Linked DNA regions of Mus musculus: region 1 is linked to region 2. Evidence: chromatin contacts called from public HiChIP or PLAC-seq data. All regions are on one chromosome and are shown on one strand. The core of a region is the stretch at or near the end of the contact, and the rest is flanking DNA. Distances in the headings are between cores, read along the strand shown. Region 1 overlaps Uvrag (UV radiation resistance associated gene). Region 2 overlaps Uvrag (UV radiation resistance associated gene).

Evidence for each region. HiChIP or PLAC-seq counts read pairs in DNA pulled down with a chosen protein or histone mark.
Region 1: an H3K27ac HiChIP or PLAC-seq map of regulatory T cells shows a contact between it and region 2, with 4 times the contacts expected there. The contact joins two enhancer-like sites. A contact is called at or near these places in 7 of 484 Hi-C or Micro-C datasets (the G1E-ER4 cell line, bone marrow-derived macrophages, embryonic fibroblasts and 3 more), 7 of 115 datasets of contacts at active chromatin or transcription factors (astrocytes, embryonic fibroblasts, embryonic stem cells and 4 more) and 1 of 9 other capture datasets (embryonic stem cells).

What each region holds. Positions count from the first base shown.
Region 1 is chr7:99,037,262-99,041,456 of GRCm38.p6, forward strand. The region is part of intron 6 of Uvrag (UV radiation resistance associated gene); the gene reads right to left. Among named protein-coding and RNA genes, the nearest start is that of Uvrag, 100 kb to the right of the region's middle. Within about 2 kb of position 2,855, at least 20 of the 459 cell types and tissues checked have an H3K27ac peak or open chromatin away from gene starts, as enhancers often do. A contact at or near this core is called in regulatory T cells, where this site is marked.
Region 2 is chr7:98,912,127-98,916,235 of GRCm38.p6, forward strand. All of the region lies in intron 13 of Uvrag (UV radiation resistance associated gene), which reads right to left. Among named protein-coding and RNA genes, the nearest start is that of Gm33827, 38 kb to the left of the region's middle. Within about 2 kb of position 1,620, at least 17 of the 459 cell types and tissues checked have an H3K27ac peak or open chromatin away from gene starts, as enhancers often do. A contact at or near this core is called in regulatory T cells, where this site is marked.

The sequences.
Region 1 (4,195 bases), core at 1,605-4,104, 130 kb after region 2:
TAATCCATTCTTCTGACCAGAACAAAGTAACAGGGGCCAAATTTAATTCTCACCTGAAATAACCCTGAAGGTTTTGTTCTGTTTTGTTTTTTATGTTTTACTGAACTTAAGAAAACACCATAAACAATGGCTCTTTTAAGATTGTCATTATAGCCTCAGAAAAGAGTAATTAATACTGAGAGTTAGGGAATCACAGGAGAGGAGCCCTATGGCCACAGCTCACAGCCTAGAGGGAGTTTCCGGGCTAAGAACTGAGGAAGAGCCATAATCAAGCTCTGAGGAGGTTTTAGTTCAGAAGCAGAGACAACTGTCTGGGTTACATCCTAGCCCAAAGCCTGAAGCAAAAGGGCAAGACAACTGTGTCTCAGAACAAAGCTCAGAACCATGGATAAGAATGTAAAACACGCAGCAGGCAGGGCAGGAAGATTTACAATGGATGCCTGAGGTTCAAAAGAAAATCATCACATCTATAAAGACGCAAAAAGACACAACACAAGATCGAGAGCAAAATTATTCCATTCAAAGTGGCCCACCGCTGATGGCAAGTTTAATAAACGGGACCTTAAAAACAGTTACCACCACAAAAATTTATGTTTGAACACTACAAAATAGACTGAACACACTAAGGAGAAATATAAGAAAAATCTGAAAGACCCAAATTGAACTGTTTCTTCCCTTTTTGGGGGCTGGAAAGTGAATTGTTTTGTTTTGTTTTGTTTTGTTTTTTAAGACAGGGTTTCTCTATGTAGCCTTAGTTGTCCTGGAACGTATTCTATAGACCAGGCTGCCCTTGAACTGAACTCAGAGATCCTCCTGCCTCTGCCTCCTGAGTGCCGGAATTGAGATGCATGCCAGCACTGCCTGGTAGAAATTGAAATTTTTATTATGTATATGCTAATTAAGTACTCTATCTCTTACAAGTCCTGCCCTTGTTTGTTTGAGGCAGAGTTTAACCATGAGGCTTAGGCTGGCTAAGAAAAAGCTCACCACATAGGAAGGATATACTAAGATGACTAGACAATGGAACAAAACCTTTAAAGAATTAAAAAGCCAAAACCTTAGAATTTACCTCCTCACGGCTGTGATGACTGGTGCCACCAATTACACCTGGTCCCTAGTTTTGATCTTCTAAGAGATTTAGTCACAATGGTTTAAATCAGAGGGAGAGTGACCTCTGTGTGTGTAGCAGATAAACAAATCAGATGTTATAGACTTAAAGATTAGTAAGCTTAATGGCAAATGAAGTAGCTATGTATATTTAAAGGGAATTAAGTCCATATGAAACCCAGGGAGAAATAAGGTTTACACAAAATCAAAACAAGGAAGCACCTATGTGCAGAGGCATGAGTTCCAGGAACCATCAGACAACTGAGCAAAATCCAAAAAGGGCAAATAGCAGATATAAGAGGAGACAAAAAAAACAATACTTCCAAAAATTATTAGTTAAAAATTTTCCAATTTTAATAACTATTATAAGCCTAGAGATTCAAGAATCTTAAGCAATCCCATACATAAAAAGGAAAGGACAGGCTGGGGAGATGGCACACTGGGCGAGGGCCTTGCCACACAGCAGGAGGGCCTGAGAGGACCTGAGGCTAGATCCCTGATTCCTACGCAAGAGCACAGCGGGGCAGCACACTCTGTAACCCCGGTGCTAGAAGGGAGAGGCAGGAGGATCCAGGGCTGACTGGATAGCCAGCCTAACCAAATAAGACACAACTCCAAACAAGCAGAGAAGCAAAAAACCTCACAGGACTTCAACCTGTGGCCATGTATGCATATACAGATGTGTTGTGCACCCACATGTATAAAGTACACAAAAATATTATAAAATATCTTTGTTAAAAAAACAAAACAAAACACTGTTCCAAGGGACATCATAATCAAATTGCTATCAGTAGTTAAAAGCAAAAACAAGCCCAGCAGCGGTGGCACACGCCTTTAATCCTAGAACTTGGGAGGCAGGGGCAGGCGGATTTCTGAGTTAGAGGTCATCCTGGTCTACAGAGTGAGTTCCAGGACAGCCAGGGCTACACAGAGAAACCCTGTCTCGAAAAACCAAAAAATAAATAAATAAATAAATAAATAAATAAAATAATAATAAAATAAAAATAAAAAACAACAACAACAAAACCTTAAAATCAGCCTGAGAAAAAGCCCCCCACATAGGAAGGATATATTAAGATGCCTGGACAATGGAACAAAACCTTTAAAGAATTAAAAAGCAAAAAACAAAAGCTTAACCTAGATTCCATGTCCAGCAAAATATCCTTCAAAATGAGAAAAATACAAAGATGTTTTCAGACATACTGAAAGTTTTCAATTACCAACTAAAATGTACCACAAAAAAATACAAAAGGAAATATTTCAGACATAGGGAAAATGGTTCCAGATGGAGATGCGTCCCTGAATCCAGGAATGAAAAGCATCATCAAGAGTAAGTGTGTGGACAGACACGACCTTGTCCTTTAGTCATGGGCCACCAAGCAGTGTGTCCATCAGTGCTGGCCTGAACATAACAATGGTGACCCCTCAAAACCTAACAGAGCTAGAAAATTCTTCTTCCATGGGATACCTGAGCTATTTTAATGCTGTGCCACAATTTATAGTATGTTCCTTGTGATGCTTGCATATAAGTAAGCCTAATGTACTGAGTGTTGTAAAAGAATAAACAGCACATAGAGTTAGCACAGCCTGAAGAGCCACCAACAGTAAATACCCATCGCTGGTGCCCGTGTTCACTTTAGAGTATAAACCTGCTTCTAAGAGAGAAGTTGCGGACATAACAGAATGCTGAGCTATGCTAGCAGCACACCCACACACCTCACCATGCAAACCCATGTGTCTCCACGAGCATGGCCGTGGCATCTGCACAGGTACAACTGACTCACACCGTTTACATTTGTATGTGCTGTCTGCACAATGACAAAATCAATCGCCTGCTTCCTCCGCTCTTACCCACAGGGCTCAACAATGCTAAAGCATTTCTGATGTAGTCAACTGCTGACAGAAAAAACAACAGCTCTGCATAAGTATTCTGAGGCTTGTAATGAAAGAAAGTACCTAAAAGTAGCGCAACTTCACTGGAGTCTTAGCTTTTTATCACTGTAAGGAAATACATGAGATGACCTAGCTCTAGGACAGAAAGGTGAGTTTGGGGTCACACTTTTGGAGTTTCAGTGCAGTCACCTGGCCAGTTGTTTCTGGGCCTCTGATGAGGAATTCCACCATGGTGGCAGGCCACAGTTGAAGAAAATGTCACCTCATGGGCACCTCTCTATTTGTTTTACAAATAAAAAGAGATACAGGAGGGGTTGGAGTGTTAGTCTTCCTACCAATGACTCACTCCATGACCCAACTTTTATCTACTAGGCTGCACCGGGTAATAGTCCTCCTGTGCCCCAGGAGCACCACTGTCTAGCAACCAATCCTCTCCAGGGTAGGCTGCTGAGGGTACTTAGCCAAACCACTGCACTGGGATAGAAGAAAAGCAACCTGTGAGCATGTAAATCCCACATTATAAACTTGAAAGCAACGATACAACAGAGCTGGGAAGACAAGTCATAAAAACCCAAGGAGCCTATAAAAAAGAAAGAGACTAATAACAGTGGGTTAAAGTGAGCACAGATACCAGGTGGAACGTAAATTCAGCAACAGTATCAATGAATGGGAACTAAAATGGTCTGGAATTCAGCTCAACACAGAGCTCTCCCTGCTTGCTCACAATCCTTGCTTCAGGACCCAGAGCTGCTAAGAAAAAGCCTAAGACCTGGATAAGCATCCCACTCAGTGGGCAGAGCCTATCCCACTAGATACGCAAGGGGAACATCAAGGTGGGAGGGGCTGTGTTGCGGAGGAGGAAGGGTGTGGGGGAGGAGTCAGCTATGATCAAGACACACTGTGGACATGTATGGAATTATCAAAGAATTAATAAAGCAACACAACCACATTCTATCTAAAAAGAACAAACCCCACTTAAATATAAAAATGCACAAAGGTTAACAGGTAAAAGGTTCAGAAAATATATGGCTTATTAACACTGTGCAAAGAAAGACAGCATGGTGGATGAACACCAGACAGAGCACAAAGGCCTACTAGAATAAAGAAGGCAATTTTATGATTAAAATACCAACATGTCAAAAGAATACAGTAGACATTCTTCTCTATTTTTTTTAAAGAATTTCTAAATGTTTAT
Region 2 (4,109 bases), core at 370-2,869:
CGACGCAGATGAATGTCTATGAGTTCAAGGTCAGCCTTGTGTACAAATTAAGTTCCAGTATTGCCAAGGCTACACAGAGAAAACCTGTCTTGAAACAAATAACCAACCAACCAACCAACCAAACGCAACAAGAAAGACTCCTGTAGCATTGGAATTTGCACCCCAGGTTTGTGAGCCCCTGCCACTCTGAGCCTTAACCTTGAGTGAGGACGCCTGGATGGTTCATTTCCACCCTATGATCTGTGTGCCATGCAGCTTGTACATTTTCACTAATCTTCAAAACTGTCACACAAGACAGATAGTGTGAATTCAGCTCTATGCACAAGAACGGTTAAAAGGTAAGGGTGCAAATAAGAGAAGCTGGCACGTGTATTCAACTCTGAGAGTGGGCCCACAGCACTGCCTAGCTGCCGCGTGCTGGCTGGTGAGTGAGGATCGGCTGCCGTGTGCTGGCTGGCGAGTGAGGATCAGTTCCTGGGCTGCAGCATTTACAGGAGACCCAGTTCCTATCAAAGAAATGGACTCTGTCTATGACTTCTGTTTCCAACATTGATATCTCTACTCGGCTGCGGTTAAGTTGTACTATATACATCCAGTCTTCCAACATTTTACATTATAAATGACTTTCCCATAGTTTCTTTATTGTTCTATGCAGTTCTGAGGTCCCTCCAGTTTCTTTAGAGAACCTGGCAATCGAGTGCTTTAAAAGTGAGGGTTCTCTGGAATGCACTTTTCTCTCATTAATGGATTTTTTCCTCTAAAAATGTTAATTTTATTATAATGTAGCTACTTTTAAGTTGTTTTGAGGAAGTTCACTGACTTCACACGTGCCTACTGTTTAGTCTCTGGTTGATCATAAATAAACAGAGCTTCACAAACACTCCAAACAGCAAAGAGTGACACTGTTGTGAGTTGTTGTGGAATAATGTGAGTCATTGTTTGATCTGACAACTCATTAAGCAGAAAGCAGCTCACTGGACAAATATTTCTGTAGCCAGCTTCCTCTCACTATGATGACACTCCTGAGGCAATTAACATGCTGAGTAAATAGCTGTTTTGGCTAATGGTTTGGAGGTTCTGGTCTGTGATCAAGTGCACCCCACCCAGGCCCCTCCCCTTTGGGCCTCTGGTGAGGCAGCACATCAGGGTGGAAGTGTGGCCCATCAGTCAAGAAGCCCAAAGACACAAGAGGAACACACAAGTGTCCCATAGTCTCTTTCAAGGACTCGCCCTCAGTGATGTCCTACAAAGCCCCATTTTCCTTAAAGGTTCCCCATCAGGAGAGAGCAGAGATCCTTTAATTCATGGCTCAGCAGGGCATATACCCAGGAGAGCACAGCAGTACTCAACACGCTGCATGCAAGGTTCTAAGAGGATCACCAAATGGCAGCCATAAATACTCCCTGGAAAGGGTTACCTATTAAAGGAGGGTCAACTGAGTAAATCCGTAAGGAAAGGATGGCCCACCTTCCTTATCTGAATTTGAAGTGGACAGTAGCCTGCAAAATTGAAAACTCATCCCTGTCGCCTCTCCTCTCCAGGGTTACTTTATGTTTATAGCTAATAGAGATACCTCTGGGTCTAATCTAACCACAAACTTTCAGAAGCATCCTCCCTACCCCCAGCCCCGTCCGTTCCCTTGGTTGGCAGCAAAAGAGAAAGTCAGAGAAGCAGGAAGCAAGAGAAGGGCCTGATGGGACATTTTTGGCCAGAAGATGGAAGAGTCCTGTGAGTAGAATCATGGATGGTCTATAGGAGAAAAGGTGGCCCGGCTGACAGCCAGCAAGAAAATGGGACCCTTAGACCTACAGCTGAAAGGTAACTCTGCCAACAGCCTAAACAAGTTACAAGTGGATAATTCCCGGCAGCATTCCGGTAAGACCAAGCCAGCCTACCACCTTGATTTTGGCCCTGAAAGGCCCTGAGCAGAGAAGCCTGCAGAACCTATCCAGACTCCTGACACAGTCCGTGAGATACAAACGGGAGCTACTTAGGCTGCTAAGCTTATGAAACTTTTGATATGAAGCAAAAGAAAAGCAATACAGGTAGGCAAGATTACAGCTGTCCTTTACCGTCACGAGGCCAGGCCTGAGCAGTTGCTGACAGATTCAGGAGGACCAGTGAGAGCATCTGTGAGCACTGTATCTATCCAGCATGTCCAAGACGCTTCTCCCTATGACTCTGCCACGCACCAGGAACCAACTCTGAGAGTGGTTGGCCCCAGGGAAGCCCACTGGGTTGTGGTCACACGCTCTGGTGGAGCACCAAGGGGGAAAGGCTAGAAACACTGGACAGTCAGCCTCCTTGCTTCACCTCACTCGGGGTGACAGGGTGGTTGTTCTTCACTGATTGTGGTTCTCTAGAATCTCCATCTTTTGTTAGGGTGAGAACTAGATTCAGATGTTTGAAAGTTTGGAGGCTGCAGATGGGATAACTGAAAGCACATGCACGATGGACCCAGTGCAGGACAGATCCGCGGCAGCGACCACACAGCACAGAATCCAGTTCTGGGGGGTGGGGAGGGGCACAACATGTACTCTCTTAAACTTCTGAGCATAAGAGTCACACAGTTTGGGGAGAGGGGGTTTGTGGAGGAGAAACTGGGATTGGGGATAATATTTGAAATGTAAATAAATAAAATAACCAATAAAAAAATAATTAAAAAAAAAAGAGTCACACAGTTCAGCTCTGACAACACTGGGATGTAGAGACAGGAGATCAGAATTCAGTGCCATCCTCAGCTACATAGTAAATGTGAGGTCAGCCTGGAATACACAGATTGTTAAGGAAAGAAAGAAAGAAAGAAAGAAAGAAAGAAAGAAAGAGAGAGAGAGAGAGAGAGAGATAGGAGGAGGGAGGGAGGGAGGGAGGAAGAAAGAAAGAAAGAAAGAAAGAAAGAAAGAAAGAAAGAAAGAAAGAAAGAAAGAGGGAAAAGTCAGTGTAAGACAGACACACTCACTATAATCAGCTCATACTAAGTAGGCCTGAATTATTAGGTAAGAGGCAAAAGTTAAGAGAAATAAAAACTAGAAGACAGGCAAAGCAATCTTTTTTTTTTCTTTTACAGATACATGAATATGAATCTAAAAATCTAAATGAATCAAGTGAAAACTCATTGGAAACAGTAAGACAGACAGCTCCACACACCACTACCATCACCACCACCACCACCACCCCCCCCCCCCAACAACAACAACTAAACAAACCAAGCATGAGTTAGACTACGATGCAGCACCATTTTAAATCACTTTAAACAAAGATGAACTATCTAGAGATAAGCAATCAGGAAGGCAGGCTTTATATTAAGGGAACTTCAGTGTCTCGTTGAAGGATGCTGAAGACCACAAGAAGTGGATACTTACACCCTGCTCTTGGCTAGGAAGACAGAAAGAGAAACACTTCCGTGGCATCAACACATGATGGAAGGAGAAACCCAATCCCTTTAACTTGTCCTCTGACACATGCCTGCACACATACCTGCACATGCACGCACACACACACACACACACACACACACACACCCCTGCGCAGAGCCTGAATTGTGAAGTACCCGGGTGAGATGCACTTTCCCCTCTCCCAGCTGTGATGAGATCCCGGAGGAAGACTTTTGTTAAGGGGTAGACTACGCTATTGCCTGACTGACAGTCGAGCTGAACTGTGCAGCAAACCACAGGAAAGAGGACGGGTCTGTGGACGTGGACTGAAGTGGAGCCAGGCGGGTGAGCCAGGATGAGGGTGAGCTGTGTGTCTAGGCAGGAGACTGGGCAAGGAATTATTCTAGCTCATTTTCATATAAAAAAAAAGCATGAATGCATTTTCCTCTTGATAAATAAGGTTTATATCATGTGTTCATCCCCTAAGCAGGCATTCTAGATAACCTGACTAGGGGGTGTGAAAAAAATTTACAAATTTTCCTTGGATGTGTTAAAATTTCATTGAAATGGGTTGGCAGGTGAGAGCTTAATTTTTCTTTTAATATCACTCTCTGGTACTATTAATTTTTGGAAAACTATGATACAAAGCTGCTCATTATATCTATTAGTGGTTCTGAGGGCCATGCCAAAGTTACTAAATAATGTGATCTTCTACATTCAAATTACCACTTTGAC